Regions from separate parts of the Rattus norvegicus genome. Here region 1 is linked to region 2. Evidence: chromatin contacts called from public Hi-C data. All regions are on one chromosome and are shown on one strand. The core of a region is the stretch at or near the end of the contact, and the rest is flanking DNA. Distances in the headings are between cores, read along the strand shown.

Region 1 (6,692 bases), core at 168-2,667, 68 kb before region 2:
CTATAGCTCAGGCTTGCCTAGTATTCTCTATGCGGCCAAACTTAGCCTTGAACTCGGATCCCTGCCTCTTTCGTCCCTCCCCCTGTTGCTGGGATCCCCAGGGTGCATCACCAGGCCAGTGTATATTGGGATTTGGTCAAGCAGGTGTCTCTCGGAAGGACTGGATGCTGCCTTGCCCTTGTGAGTCACTGGAGAATCTCCACAGTGGTTGCAAACAGTCTTGATTTTCTCAGTAATATTCCAGTTTGAGTTACCTGGTCCATTTGTCACTCGATCTGCAGGAAGGAGGGTTTATGCTTCTATTCATCGTCTCAAGGAAAGCGGCACCTCCCACCCTGAGGTCCGCCTCTGCCATCATGATTAGCTTGTTCCCCCACCCCCTGGAGCTGAGGACCGAACCCAGGGCCTTGCGCTTGCTAGGCAAGCACTCTACCACTGAGCTAAATCCCCAACACCACCCACCCACCCCTCCCACCCCCGCCTCTGCCATCATGATAGGGTAAGTTGTCACAAATGTTAGATCAGGTGGATTTTCGAGCGAGCGGACAAGCTTTTGCCCCAGCAGATAAACCAAGCACATCGTTAAAGCTGGCCAAAGCAATCACGCAGGAGCCCAGTGTTGTGAGTCACTAAGGGCTTAAACACTCTAGAGAGGGGAGCCAGGCTGGGGAGGTGTGCACAAGCGTGTGCATGTGCGTGTGTGTAGTTATTTCCCCTCAGTAAAGGCGTTGGATGTCATATGTGTCAGATGAGTGCCTTCCAGGGAGGGGGGACGTCGGGATCACCGCCAATTCTCAGGGGCCACCTCCTCTGCAGTCCCTGTGCAAGCCTTCGTGATGGTAGAGACCTCAGGTTTTCTCTCGTTTGCTGCTTGGATGCTTTCAAAAGAGGCCAGATGGAGGACTCTGCTCAGGGTGATTCCGCTCAGCTCTTGCCCAATATCCACGGCCCTGCAGATGCTGTAGAAACCCCTGATCTGGAAGAAATTCCCAGCCAGGTGGGAACTGCAGGTATGTGAGACCCGATGTCTCAGCCCTGGCCTGGAGACACTGAATCCTGGCTGTGCAGAAGGGGGCCAGGGAGGGCAGTGTGGTTTCTGTCCCCTTGTCCATGCTAGATTTGAGGGAGTGTACCAGGAAACACCCACCACCTGGCACCTGGTGGCTGATCCGCAGGTGCCTGGATTAGGATGTTGGCACAGGCTAGTTTGGGCTGTAACTTTATCGCAGGCATTGAATGTTTCATGCCTTTCAATTGTGTGGAAGCTTCGGAAGGCTCTCCCTAGAGAATGACAAAGAAGGTGCAAACAACAGCCGGGTCTCCTGGGAGCTTTGTTCCCACACCTACCTACACAGCCCTGACACCAGACTCCTAACTTTGAAACCCTGTGCACTGAAGCAGGGAAGAATGTGCCCTTTCCCCAGGACAGCGAAGAATGTGTTCTTTCCTTAGGGCATTTGCCAAGATTCAAGTTTTGCTCTGATGCAGGCGCTAAGGTCTGTTGATCCCCATGGCCAGGAGATAGCTGGCATTCTCCCCATCCTACAGATGAAACCGTTGAGGCCCAAAGAAGTTATTGGATACTAAGCGTCTGTTCCAGATTGCCTTCTGCACAGCAAGGCCATCATTCTCGGTGGTTTGGGCCACAGCAGAAGTCAAGATCCTGGGAAAACCGTGGTCTTTCCTTTCTGCCTTTCTGTTTTTAATTTTAGCTTTGTTTCCTTTCTGAGACAGGGTCTCATGCAGCCCAGGCTGGCCTTGAACTTGGTTATGGCAGAGGATGACCATGAGTTTTTAGACCTCCTACCGTCTATCTCTCAAGTGCTGGGACTGTAGGCTTATTCTGGGGTGTGTGTGTGTGTGTGTGTGTGTGTGTGTGTGTGTGTGTGTGTGTGTGTGTGTATGTGTGATGTCTCTCTCTCACTACACTAGTCAAGCCTCACACTTAGCCCTCCTGCCTCAGCCTCCGTAGTGCTAAGATAACAGGCATGAGCTGTTGAGCTGGCCTACGGGCTGTTCTCTCAGGCCTGTAGTTCCCAGAGCTGTTCCTACCTCTGTGTCCTTAAGAGAATCCACCCATAACCCCCGCCCCCAAACCCCACCAGAATTTCACTAGTAGTGGATCCGTGCTAGGAGAGTGTTCTGTCCCCACCTGCCTTTGCTGTTTAGGAACCCAGAATGCAGACCCTTGAGCGGGGAACCTAAAGGCCGGGCTAAGTAAATCTCTTCTGTGGTGCGGTGTGGAGGCTGAAGCCTGGAAAGGGACAGACGCCCGGAAGCCATGACTACTGGTTTTCAGGGTCAGGTGGGTTCTAATGAAAGTCATATGAGGCCCTTGGGATATAGTCTTCCTCCCTCTTCATTGACTTCCCAGGGGTCTGAAACTGCTGAGACAGATCACAGTAGTCTGGGGTGCTGGTTACCATGAAGGGTTTGTATTGTTTTTTTCTTAGCCGTGGCTCTCCCAGGCTGGTAGAGAAGTAACCTTGTAGCTGAGGATGACCTTGAATAATTATAATGACAATAACAACAACAATAGTAAGTCCAGAAGTAACCTTGTAGGTGAGGATGGCCTTGAATAATTAATATAAATAGTAATATTAATAATGATAATAGTAATGAACGAATTCTCCTTCCCTTTGCCCTCTTGTTCCTTCTCTTCCTCTTCTCTTCTTATTCCTCCTCTTCCTCCTCCTCCTCCTTTTCTTCTTCTGAGGCAGGGTCTCCGTAGGTAGCCCTGGCTGACCTGGAACTTCCTAAGTAGATCAGGCTGGCATCAAACTTACAGAGACAGTAGAGTGCTCAGACTACACTGGTACTCACTCCCACACCCCCACACCACTAAGCGAGGGTTCTAAGTGTCTCAGATTCAAAGCCCCGAGTGTTTTTGTTGTTGTGATATATCCCCTTTGGGAAACCGGCTCTTATTGTAGGCTAGCCTTGAACTTCTAACCCTCCTGCTTCCACCTCCCAGTTCCTAGGACTACGGGCTCTTGGCTATACCGTTGTGTGTTTGTTGTTGCTCTATGCAATCCTGGGGATGCAACCCATGGCCCTGTGCATGTTGGGCAAGCATTGTACCGGCTGAGCTACATTCCAGCCCTGCGTTTTGACACAGGATTCCACAGACCAGACTTTGAAGACTTGCCCTTTGCCTTTTGGGCGGGGTCGGGCATTCTGGCTTCCCTGAATTCTAATATCACTACCAGCAGTCTTTCTATCTCCCATGGGTGTCAGTAGTGGACACAGCCTAGTTAAACTCATGACTAGGTTTAGCCCCCTCCTCCCTCCATTTTCAGCCATGCGCTGGCTTCCGTTCTTAGACTTTCCATAGAAGGACCACATGGATGGGTTCCTGGTCTTGTGAGCTCAGGAGCCCCTGCTGTGCTAAGACAGACACAGGGCACTCAGTTGCCCCTACGTAGGGTCCGCCCAGGGCAGCCCACAGTGTTCTAGTGCCTTCTGTTGAAATGCTGTCCCTGGCTGTCCAGAGCCAGTGCCTGGCTGGGTGCTAAGGAGACAGAGGAAGCCAGTTCTTGTTTGCGATTCTTCCATTCTTTGGTTCTTCTGGTCCCCCAAGCCACCGGTGGAGCCTGTTTTTCCAGCCTTTCAGAGCCCAGCCTCCACCCGCCCTGCCCCACGTCCCCTTGGACACTTTTGTTGCTGGTGCTGAGGTTCTGTGGAAGCAGACTCGTTTAGCCGTGCGCCTGTCCGTGTTCCCTTCAGCCACCTCACATTCCTCTCTGCCTTGGAGAGGACCACCGTGAGGACTGCCTCCTTCATATCCTTGGGAACTTTCTCTGTACACTTAGGGGTCAGGGACTTGGGTATTGACGGGTAGATACGCCCTGTTTTGGATCCTCTGCGTGTTGAGCCCCAGGCTGAGTCGATTTAAGTCAATTCTATGGTCCAGGCTGGTGCTGGACATCCTTCCATTTACAGGTTCAAAATTGACATTTGTTTATTTATTGACAAGTGCAAAGGCCTGTGGATACCTTTTGGGAATGGCTTTTGCCTTCAACCACATGAGTCCCTGGGACAGAACTCGGGTTTTCAGGCTTGGAGAGGATTGTTGTAGCCGTTGTTGTTAGTTTGTTGAAACAAGGGTTTGCCCTGTGGCCTAGGCTCACCTTTGGCTCCCGATCTTTCTGCAGCCACCTCCCAAGTGCCAGGATTGCAGGCTGTGTCACCTGTTTGGCTGTGCAGTTGCCTCTTTAAGGGGGTGGGGACAACTTGGTCTCTTATCACCTCTTGGCCATGGTGTATTATTTGTGACTGCCTAGCTTTGAGTCCCCTCCTTATCCCGAGGATCTGCCTAGGGCAGAACGGTGCCCTGGGTTTCACTGGGAGGCAGGGCGTTCTCCAGGACTCAGGGCACCAGGCAAGGCCCTGTGATGCCTTCTCGGGGCATTAAGCTGGGGCCATAATTTGTTCATGTTTGCTTCCAGCCTATGTGCTGGACCTTGCCCTGGATGACCTCTCTGTCTCCCTTCAGATAATGCACCAGGGGATGGATTCCTGGGGTTTGTGGCTCTATAACCACCCACACACCATGGGTAATTCTTGCTGCCTGTGGGCTTCTAGTGTGGCCTGAGCTGGGAGTAATCACTGACCCAGAGCAGCCTTTTGTGGGGCAGATTCCCACAGCGTTCCATTAAAGTCCCGAAGTCAGGTAGGAGGGCAGCTCCATCTATGGCTTTCTTGGGCTCCTCTGAGGTCCTTCTGCTACTCTGGTAGCTGAGAAAGAGGCAAGCTTGCATTCTGGATGCTCCCTGTCAAAAGCAGAAGCTCACCCTGGCTTCTGTCGCCGACGTAAGGCTGTCCATACAGGATGCTTTTTCTCCTGTGGTTCTTCAGGTGTGGCTACAAGTGTCTGCCCTGTGGGAATGTTCTAGAACGGACCCTCTCTTTATAGTGTTAATACAAAACCCTGCTCTTTGGAAGAGTTTATTCTGAGCCACATGCGAGTGCCCAAGACCCCAGGGGCCCTGAGTGGGATTCCATTTCCAAAGAACTTACACACAAACTTCTATAGCCACAGAACAAAAGAAAGTCATGATTCAACAATGCAAGTACCAAATCCGTGCACGGGGACATCAAGTAGGCAGGTGACAGCAGAGCAAGGACTCAGAGATGCTCTCTGCTATCATACGCTGAGGTTGGTGAAAGCTGGGGTCTGCTAAGTCAATACATTGCAAACATGCTACCTCACAGTCACAAGCCCTTGAGGTCAGATCCAGGTTGTATAAATGGCCCGTGAAGGTACCAAAGAGATAGGAGATAATTTTAGCTCTTGACCTGCAACATTCCTTCTCTCCCAGGCACAAGTCCTAAACGGTTTTAACCAGCCCTTCAGAGAAGGAACTTCGGTTCTCAATAGGGGAAACCGAGGCAGGCGCATGGGACAGATGTTTGACAGAAGTTTCCAAAGCCTCGTGGGGATTGGAGAACCGAACTGTACATTTAACTAACTTGTAATCAGTCACTTGTGACCGGTGGTCAATTCAGATGCAATCAGGGCTCCCAGTGTTTCTATGGCCTGTTCCGGATTGCTTATAAAAAACGTAAGGTGTTTGTTTTGCTAAGGCCGTTCCCTAAGGCATGACCACTGGACCATCTGTCTGACTCACCTGGGAACCCATTAAATGTCATTTGTTAGGCCCTGTACCTGACCCAGATAGGGGGAAAAAAAATCTGAAAATGGACCTTTGAATAGGGCATTTTAAAGATCAACTTTATTATATTTTTTGTGTGTGTGTGTGTGTGTGTGTGTGTGTGTGTGTGTGTGTGTGTGTGTGTACACCTGTTGGGACCAGTAGAGACAGCACATCCCCTGGAGTTATAGGCTATTAAATCTTGACTGAATACGAAACCATGGGAAGCAGAGGACCCTCAGGGTTCTTCAGAGTTAATCGATATTTTTATTTCATAATTTAACCATTATGCTAAGATTGGTCCTTCCCATAACCACATAGTACAAATTGGCAGGAATATGTGTAGGGCCACTTCAGTTGGGATTTCTGTCCTAATCCCAAGCCAAGATTTATCGAACGAGTTTTACAGAGCTGAAGTCAGCATCTCGAACAGCAGTTTTTTTGGAGCAGACACTCCCAGCAACACGATCCAAAAATATGCTAGTTTTATGTACATTGAATCTCATGCTGGGAAGAAAATACCAAGAAGTCTTGGTTTCCCATAGTTAAACTGTTTATGTTTCTGTAAGAGCAGAAAGTTCTGCATATCCAATAGAAACGCACAAGTCTTGGATCTGAGCCGAGGGGTTTCAGACATTTCCGTTGGCACCGCACGGCGGGAGGGCACGAGGGCACACACAGAGCGGTGCTCATGTCATGTGATCAGAACCAAGGCCGCAGGGAAGTGGCGGGATGCAGCACGGGGTGGGTGTTGCCGGAATGACCCTAAGTTCCTTACGCTTTTGAACTTGGCTTGATTTTTGTGTGTTCGGAAACCTTTTACTGTTGACAGGTTATTTATGTATTATTTCTTTATTACGATGCTCACATTCAGGACCCAGAGGTTAGGAAGTTGTGGTGCTAAGGAGAAGCATCCTGTGCTTAAGGAGTGGCCTGTGCCGCTGTGCTCCTCATGGTGGAAGTGTGGGCCTTACCCGTCTTTTTGCAGATTTCAGTTTGGTTTTGCTGACACAGGGTTCTCCTTTTGTAGCTCTGCCT
Region 2 (7,204 bases), core at 3,944-6,443:
GCATTGGTCTGATGAAGGGAAAAGTCCTGAACAGGGGGTGTTGCCAAATTCAGGGACTCAGATGTCTCAGAGACTCTTGGGAAAAAGGGGTGGTCTCAATTTCCATGTGTAGGGGCCAGGCTGGTGGGTGTGGGGGAGCTGAGGAGAAGCAGGTCTCCTTGAATGTTCAGCTGAATTTCTGCTGCGTTCCCATGATCCAGAGCCTTACAAGCAGCGGAGGTCCCAAGATGAGACACCGGTGACATCAGAGAGGCCCCTGACTCTGGGGTTCTCTTCTCCCCAGACATTCCAGGTGTGCGTCCTACGTATCACGCAGAAGAGAGTCAACTCTGTAGATGGGAACAGTGAGGCTTAAAGACACATAGAAGGACTTTTAAAGATTTATTTATTTATTTTATGTACCGCACTCTGCCTGCATATGTGACTGCAGGCCAGAAGAGGGCACCAGATCTCATTACAAGTGGTTGTGAGCCACCATGTGGTGGCTGGGATTTGAACTCAGGACCTCTGGAAGAGCAGTCAGTGCTCTTAACCACTGAGCCATCAAGCCATGTTGGCCCAACCTTCACGAGACCCCCCGGATGGCTTGCTATGTGACTGCCAACGTTCTCGCTTCCATTCTGGGCCTCAGATCTCCCAGCAGTAACAGGAAGTTGAACTGGAGGGATTCTGCCTCCCATGCTGGTGGGTATTCATTGAGAGGCCTAAGTCCCACAGAGCCTCACCATGGACTGGCTGGGCTCTACGGGTGAAAGGCATGAAGGGTGATTCCGTACGAGCTGTACACACGCACACGTACGTACACACACACACACACACACACACACACACACACACACACACACACCCCTACGGACCTACCTACCTACGGCAGCCACTGGGCAGTAAGTGGAGCGCACACTGCAATGTCAGACTGCATTTAAGGGAAACCTCAGAGAGCCTAGGAGGCCAAATGGTGAGGAGGCTGCATCTCAGAATGAGAGCGTCCGGACAGCACTTGGGAATTATGAATGGTCCTCTGGTTTTGGGGGCGGGGGGGATATGGTGGGTTGTGCTGTCCGCAGTGATGCATGTTTTCGTAACCTGAGACGAGAATCAAGGTCAAGGGTTTGAATTTCAGCCCGTGCCCGGACATTACACACCCAGACAACATAGTTCCATGTGGAAAGGTTTAATGAGAGAAGAGTAGAAGAAAGGTGGCCGGCCCGTGAGTACGTGGTGGGAGTGGGGAAGGGGGCAAGAACAGAGGAGAACAAAGAGAGAAGTAAGAGGGGAGGAAGAGGAGGGGGCAAGCAGCCCCTTTTATAGTGTCAGGCACAGCTGGCTGTTGCCAGGCAACTGTGGGGCGGAGCATACCTGGCTGTTCCCAGGTAGCTGTGGGGGTGGAGCTTAGACAGAATACCAAGACATGGTGTCCTTGGTTTGAGGCCAGGACCTGTTTCTCTTGCTCAGTGGCTCTCCTTTTCCCTTCCCCTCTCCCCCTCCCCCTCTCTCCCCACCCCTCTCCTTCTCCCCCTCTTTCCCTCTCTCTTTCCCTCAGTCTCTCCCCCTCCCTTCCTCTTTCTCCCCATCCCTCTCCTCCCCCTCTTTCCCTCTGTCTTTCCTCCTCCTCCCTCTTTCCCTCTGTCCCTCCCCCTCCCTCCCTCTCTCTCTCCTCCCCTGCCTCCCATAATTTTTAACACTGGGGCCTCAATTTCCTCCTCCATGAAACAGGTTCCGCTGGGCCTTACCTCAGTGATAGAGCACATGCCTGAAGCCAGGGGGTTCCATCCCAAAACAGCTCAACCAGCTTCAGCCCCACCCAGAGCCCAAGGGCCAGAAGAGCAGATATGGATAGCGTGTTCCCCCCAGTGTGCTATGGGACCTGGTTTGAGACTTAGAACCAAGGGGACAGGAAGTTCGGTGCTGGGGCTGGATAGGTTTTGACAATTAATGCATGGAGATTCTGTAATGTATGAGGACTTCACATAGCAGTTGACAAGTGACAAGAACCCACAGGGCCTTAGCATGGCGCCTGACACCCCCCTAGTGTCATAGTTCAGGAATCATTAGATGTTTGGATTGGGGCTGGTTTTCTTTTCTTTTCTTTTTTTTTTAAATATACATTTTTATTTATTCATTAACATATGTGAGCACACTACAGCTGTCTTCAGACACACCAGAAGAGGACATCGGATCCCCATTACAGATGGTTGTGAGCCACCATGTGGTTGCTGGGAATTGAACTCATGACCTCTGGAAGAACAGTCGGGTGCTCTTAACCGCAGAGCCATCTCTCCAGCCCAAAGGGCTGATTTTCTTTAAATGACTTCATTTTTACTTGCGCGTTACGTATATCATATGCGCACATGGGTGCAGGTACTGCCTTAGATGGGTGCTGAAAACTAAGCTCTGGTCCTTTGCAACACCAGCTTGTACCCTTAGCTGCCAAGCCATCTCTCCAGCCCCAGAAGCGCCGTAGTACCCAATAAAGTGAAAGCTCAGAATTTGGGGTGACTTGGCCCACATCTCCTGGAGCTTAAAGTCCCTCTGCACACACCATGACCCTACAAAGCCAAAGACTATGACAACACCCGTCACCATCGCACTAGCAGTGGTTCCAGTGACCTGGTTGCTGGAATGAGACCTGCCTGGGTGAAGCCAGTTTGTGGGAATGCAGACAGAGCACTGGCTGGCTGCCACCTCAAGAGACTCACCCCGGAGAGGCAAGCCTCACACCTGCGGCTTACCCGGAGAGAAAGAGAAAGCATCTGTTGTAGTTAGGGAGCAAGGCAAGGGAGGAAGGGCTCTGCCATCTCCTCGGGGCTATGTGTGTAGATTTAAATGACTTCTCATGCACCCGGGGTGGAGGATTGCTTGTTGAGGTGAGTGTCTCAGTACCCACCTCCGGTCTGGCCACTTTGCAGTCTGCTGCCTTGCTGGGTGTTATGCCCACTTCTTTACCTTGAGCTGGTATAGCGTTCCAGGGGCTCTCTGTCAGTTTCCTTCAGTGGGGGACTTTTTTTTTTCTTTTCTTTTTTTTCGGAGCTGGGGACCGAACCCAGGGCCTTGCGCTTGCCTAGGCTAAATCCTCAACTGAGCTAAATCCCCAACCCCAGTGGGGGACTTTTGTGGCAGATGACAGATCCATAGTATCACAATCTTAGTGCGCTCTTGCGCTCTCTCTCTCGCGCTCGCTCTCTCTCTCTCTCTCTCTCTCTCTCTCTCTCTGTGTGTGTGTGTGTGTGTGTGTGTGTGTGTGTGTGTGTGTGTGTGTGTGTTAGAAACCCTTGTGTTGGTTGGACATTGGTCTCTATGTTTACAGTCTCAGTGGCATCTGGTGGTTTGAATGAGAAATGTCCCCCACAGGCTCATGTACTTGTACACTCAGTGCCCACTTGGTGGCGCTGTTCGAGAACCTTTATGGGGTAGCACCTTGCTGATGGAAGTATGTCACTGGGGATGGACCTTAAGGATTCATAACCTTGATCACTTCCACTTCCTGTTCCCTCCCTCCGTACCCACCTCCCCCTACTCAGGTTCTTCCACTCTCGATCCCCGTAGTGTGGGTGAATGGGATCAGGTTCCTGCAGCCGTGCTTTCTCCGCCTGTTTCCATGCCAACTCGCCATGATGGTCTCTGTCCTCTGGAACCATAGCAGAAGGAGCACTTTCTTTCCTAAGTCTCTTTTGTAAGAGCATTCCACCGTAGCCATTGAACAGGAGTTAATACAAGGAGGTTAGGTTGACTTAAACATGGCCTTCACTCCCAGAGCTTTCTTAGATTCTAGGTCGGAAGCCTAGTGGGGTGCAGCTGGAGTTGGTCAGGGCACCCACGTTGAGCAGGCACCCACGTCCTGTGAGTTGGGAATGGCTTGGGTTGTACCTCATCATGGGAGCCCCTCAAACACTGGGGCATGCTGTCCTGAATCAAGGCCTCCTGATGCTGGTGAATCTCCAAGCAGCTGAGAGCAAAAACCGGTTCTCACTGGTTAAGACTTACGGTACGACAAATCAGAATCCTAGAGGTTCAGTTTCTAACCACAAGGGCAATGGTGGCAAGGGTTGGGGGCACCAACCAAGTCCTCAAGGACGTTTATCTCCGTTACACCTACCAATCTGTGTAGGAGTCATACAGATGAGGGTAGGTACAGGATAGAACAAAGCCTATCATTGGACAAGAAGGAAGGATGGGCAGGAGAAAAGTCTAAGGGAAGAGGAGGAGACTGGAATAGAAAGGACGGAAAACTGGAGGAGACGGCAGAGTAGCCGAGGAGAGAACATGGAGCCTGACGTTAGGATTCCACTCTGTACATTTACAGGTTGTTATGAATGTAATTAAGGGATGGCTGTGTACAGGGCTTTGTATGCTTAGGTGGGCAATTATATCTTATCAATTAGGACAGAGGTCATTGTGTTGTGTGTTCTTTCTTGTGGAGAATTTGAGAGAGTATGTGGTGGCAGCAGAGACACTGGGCCACCGCAGAGTTGGGATGTGTATTTCGGGCGACATATCTACCAGATATCTTGGGTCACTGCAGTGCAGGAACTAATGGGGGTAAAAGACAGCTTTTCATTTTTTATAATTTTAAAACAACAAGTCTGTAAGCCAGACCATCAACCCTGGTGCACCCCAGCTATGCCACTAACTGGTTGTATGGCCAGAGCGTCCCCTCTGGGGTGGGATAAGAGGACCCGCCCACCCACCTCTATAAAAGTGCATCTGAAATGCCAGTGATGTGTGGTGCTGACCCAGGCTTGCTTGTACAGGGCTTGCAGACTGGATCTTGGATCTTTGTTGGGTCCTGGAGTTTCTTTTGGTTGGATGGTTGGTTGGTTGTCTTTTCTTTATAGTGTGTGTGCAAGGAATCGGAGGACAACTCGCAGGAGTCAGTTCTTCCCCCTCCGTGTGTGCCTCAGGGTTCAAACTCGAGTCGTCAGGCAGGATGGCAAGCACCTTCACTCACTCGGTGGTTTTGCCTTCCTATATGTCGGAGTTCCTTAAAGCCAGGTTCCCTGGAGTTCCTTAAAGCCAGGTTCCCTGGAGTTCCTTAAAGCCAGGTTCCCTGGTAACGGGCTGCACCAGGTTGGAGAGCTGGCGTGGCTTTGTCCTTAGCTCCACCCTGAAAGCTCTCGGCTCAGTAGGTCTGGAAGCCTAGCCCTCGTGACCTCAGCCGCTGTGCTGCCAAGCTAGCTGCCAAGAGGACAGAGTCAGCCAGGTTCATTGGGAGGCTCAAAGCTGGAATTTTGAATGCTGACTAGTCCTGGAGTCCCCACCGTGCAGGGTTCCCTGTGGCTCTCTGAGTGCAGCTGCGTGGCCTCAGATGCCCCACCTGCAACCGGAATTACAAACAGTTGTGAGCTGCCTGGCGGATACTGAGAAGTGATCTCCGGTCCTCTCCGAGAGCAGCAAGAGATCTTAACCACAGAGCAATCTCTCTAGCCCCAACAGTTGTCTTTTTATTATTGACTTAGATTTTATTTTTAAAATTTTTATTGACCGTGTGTGTGTGTGTGTGTGTGTGTGTGTGTGTGTGTGTGTACACGTGTGTACATACACCAAGTTCACATCACAGGACACATGTGGAGGTCAGAGGACCGCTAATAGGAGTAGGCTTTTCTTTCGAGGGGTTCTTGGTGATTGAACTCAAGATTGTCAGGTTTGACGATGGGCACATCTACCAGCTGAGCTGTCTTGCTGGCCTGGAATTTATTTTTTTTACATTCTAAATGTCTCCTCCTCAATAAGGGACTTGAAATATTCTCTCCCTTCTGCGAGCTGTCTTTTCTTGTTCTCCGTGTCTCCCTGTGAAGCACAGAGTTTTTAATTCGACAGAGTCCAGTTTATCCCGTGCGTGGCCCGTATCATTTGTGTCTTGTCTCGCATGTCATTGAGCCCTACATGTTAATAATCAAGTGGGCCTTATGAGAGAGAGTCTTGGATGGGACTGAGCTGTTCTGTGGGCTCAGGGGGGACGGTGATCCTGGCGCCATTTCAGTTACAGCATCAGGAGCTCCCCATGTATGACCCCTCTGAGGCTAGCCCTGCAGCCCAGCAGGGCTTCCATGCACACAGCCAAATCAGAGAGATAAAAAAGGAGCTGTTCACACAGCAAGCATGGGTCCCTGCAGTGGTATGGATGGGGTTCCAGGAGAGACACTGTACCGGGTGAACCCCATTTCTCATCTGGACAGAAAACACCCAGAGGAACAGCTAGGGTATCAGGAGCTAATTAATCCTCTGCCCTGTCCACAGCCATGAAAGCTGACCGGAAGCGCTTAAAGGGCGAGAAGACCGACCTGGTGAGCCAGATGCAGCAGTTGTACGCCACGCTGGAGAGCCGCGAGGAGCAGTTGCGAGACTTCATCCGCAACTATGAACAACACCGCAAGGTCGGTGTCCCTCTGGACCCCTGCCCTCCTCTCCCACACCCTTCCCTCTCCTGTCCCTTTCTCCCGCCCTCCCCTCTCAGACACACACGATCTCGTCTCCACACTTAAGCAAGCGTGGCCTCGGCCTTGAATCCCAGAGCACCCTTGGCAGCTCTGCTGTCTTCATCTAATCTGAACAATCCAAGAAATCCAGGCCAGCTCCTGGTTGGGCCCTGTGTCCCTAGGTGGACAGTGTAGACTCGGGAATCTAGCTGCTTCACAAATCCTTCCTCCTCTGGGTATACCCTTGGACCTCCCACTCACCCTAGAGCCTCAGTTTCCCCTTCTGTGGAAGGTGCAAAGCTATTGTGAGGACCAAGATACTGAGTACCGAGCAGGAGGAGCCTTGCATCTCAATAACCACATAATTGAAGTAGGCGGAGTTTCGAGCAGCAGTGGGTGACAGCAGGGCGGTCTGTCCGCATGCCCAGAGGGCTCTCCAAGGGCATCATGGAACAGGCGTCACAAGAGTTGGGCTCTGTATTACCCTTCTCATGATGAAACTCTTCTCTTGCTTTGACGGCTGTCAAAAGCAATTTCATGGGGAAGGGGTTTGTTTTGGGTAAGAGTTGGAAGACACGATCCGTTGTGGCGGAAGAGATGTGAGGTGGCCAGCCACATCGCATCTGCAGTCAGGAAGCGGAGAGCGATGGATGCTTAACTCGTGGTCTCCTTATTCGGTTTGGACCTCTAGCATTTAGGATGGCGCCACCGGGTGGGACTTTCCGCCTCAGTGAACCTCATCTAGAAACTCCCTCACGGAGCCACCTAGAGACCCATTTCCTGTTGGGTTG

Evidence for each region. Hi-C and Micro-C count contacts between places; a contact is called where the count stands out from the background.
Region 1: a contact with region 2 is called in a Hi-C map of kidney, with 3 times the contacts expected there. The contact joins two enhancer-like sites. A contact is called at or near these places in 9 of 12 Hi-C or Micro-C datasets (the A7r5 cell line, Schwann cells, frontal cortex and 5 more) and 1 of 1 datasets of contacts at active chromatin or transcription factors (oligodendrocytes).

What each region holds. Positions count from the first base shown.
Region 1 is chr5:159,792,411-159,799,102 of GRCr8, reverse strand. All of the region lies in intron 1 of Kazn (kazrin, periplakin interacting protein), which reads left to right. Among named protein-coding and RNA genes, the nearest start is that of Tmem51, 140 kb to the right of the region's middle. Within about 2 kb of position 1,417, at least 3 of the 93 cell types and tissues checked have an H3K27ac peak or open chromatin away from gene starts, as enhancers often do. A contact at or near this core is called in kidney, where this site is marked.
Region 2 is chr5:159,727,715-159,734,918 of GRCr8, reverse strand. It overlaps Kazn (kazrin, periplakin interacting protein), which reads left to right. Exons shown (of 15, transcript NM_001415945.1): 3 at 6,235-6,371. Among named protein-coding and RNA genes, the nearest start is that of Tmem51, 72 kb to the right of the region's middle. Within about 2 kb of position 5,193, at least 60 of the 93 cell types and tissues checked have an H3K27ac peak or open chromatin away from gene starts, as enhancers often do. A contact at or near this core is called in kidney, where this site is marked.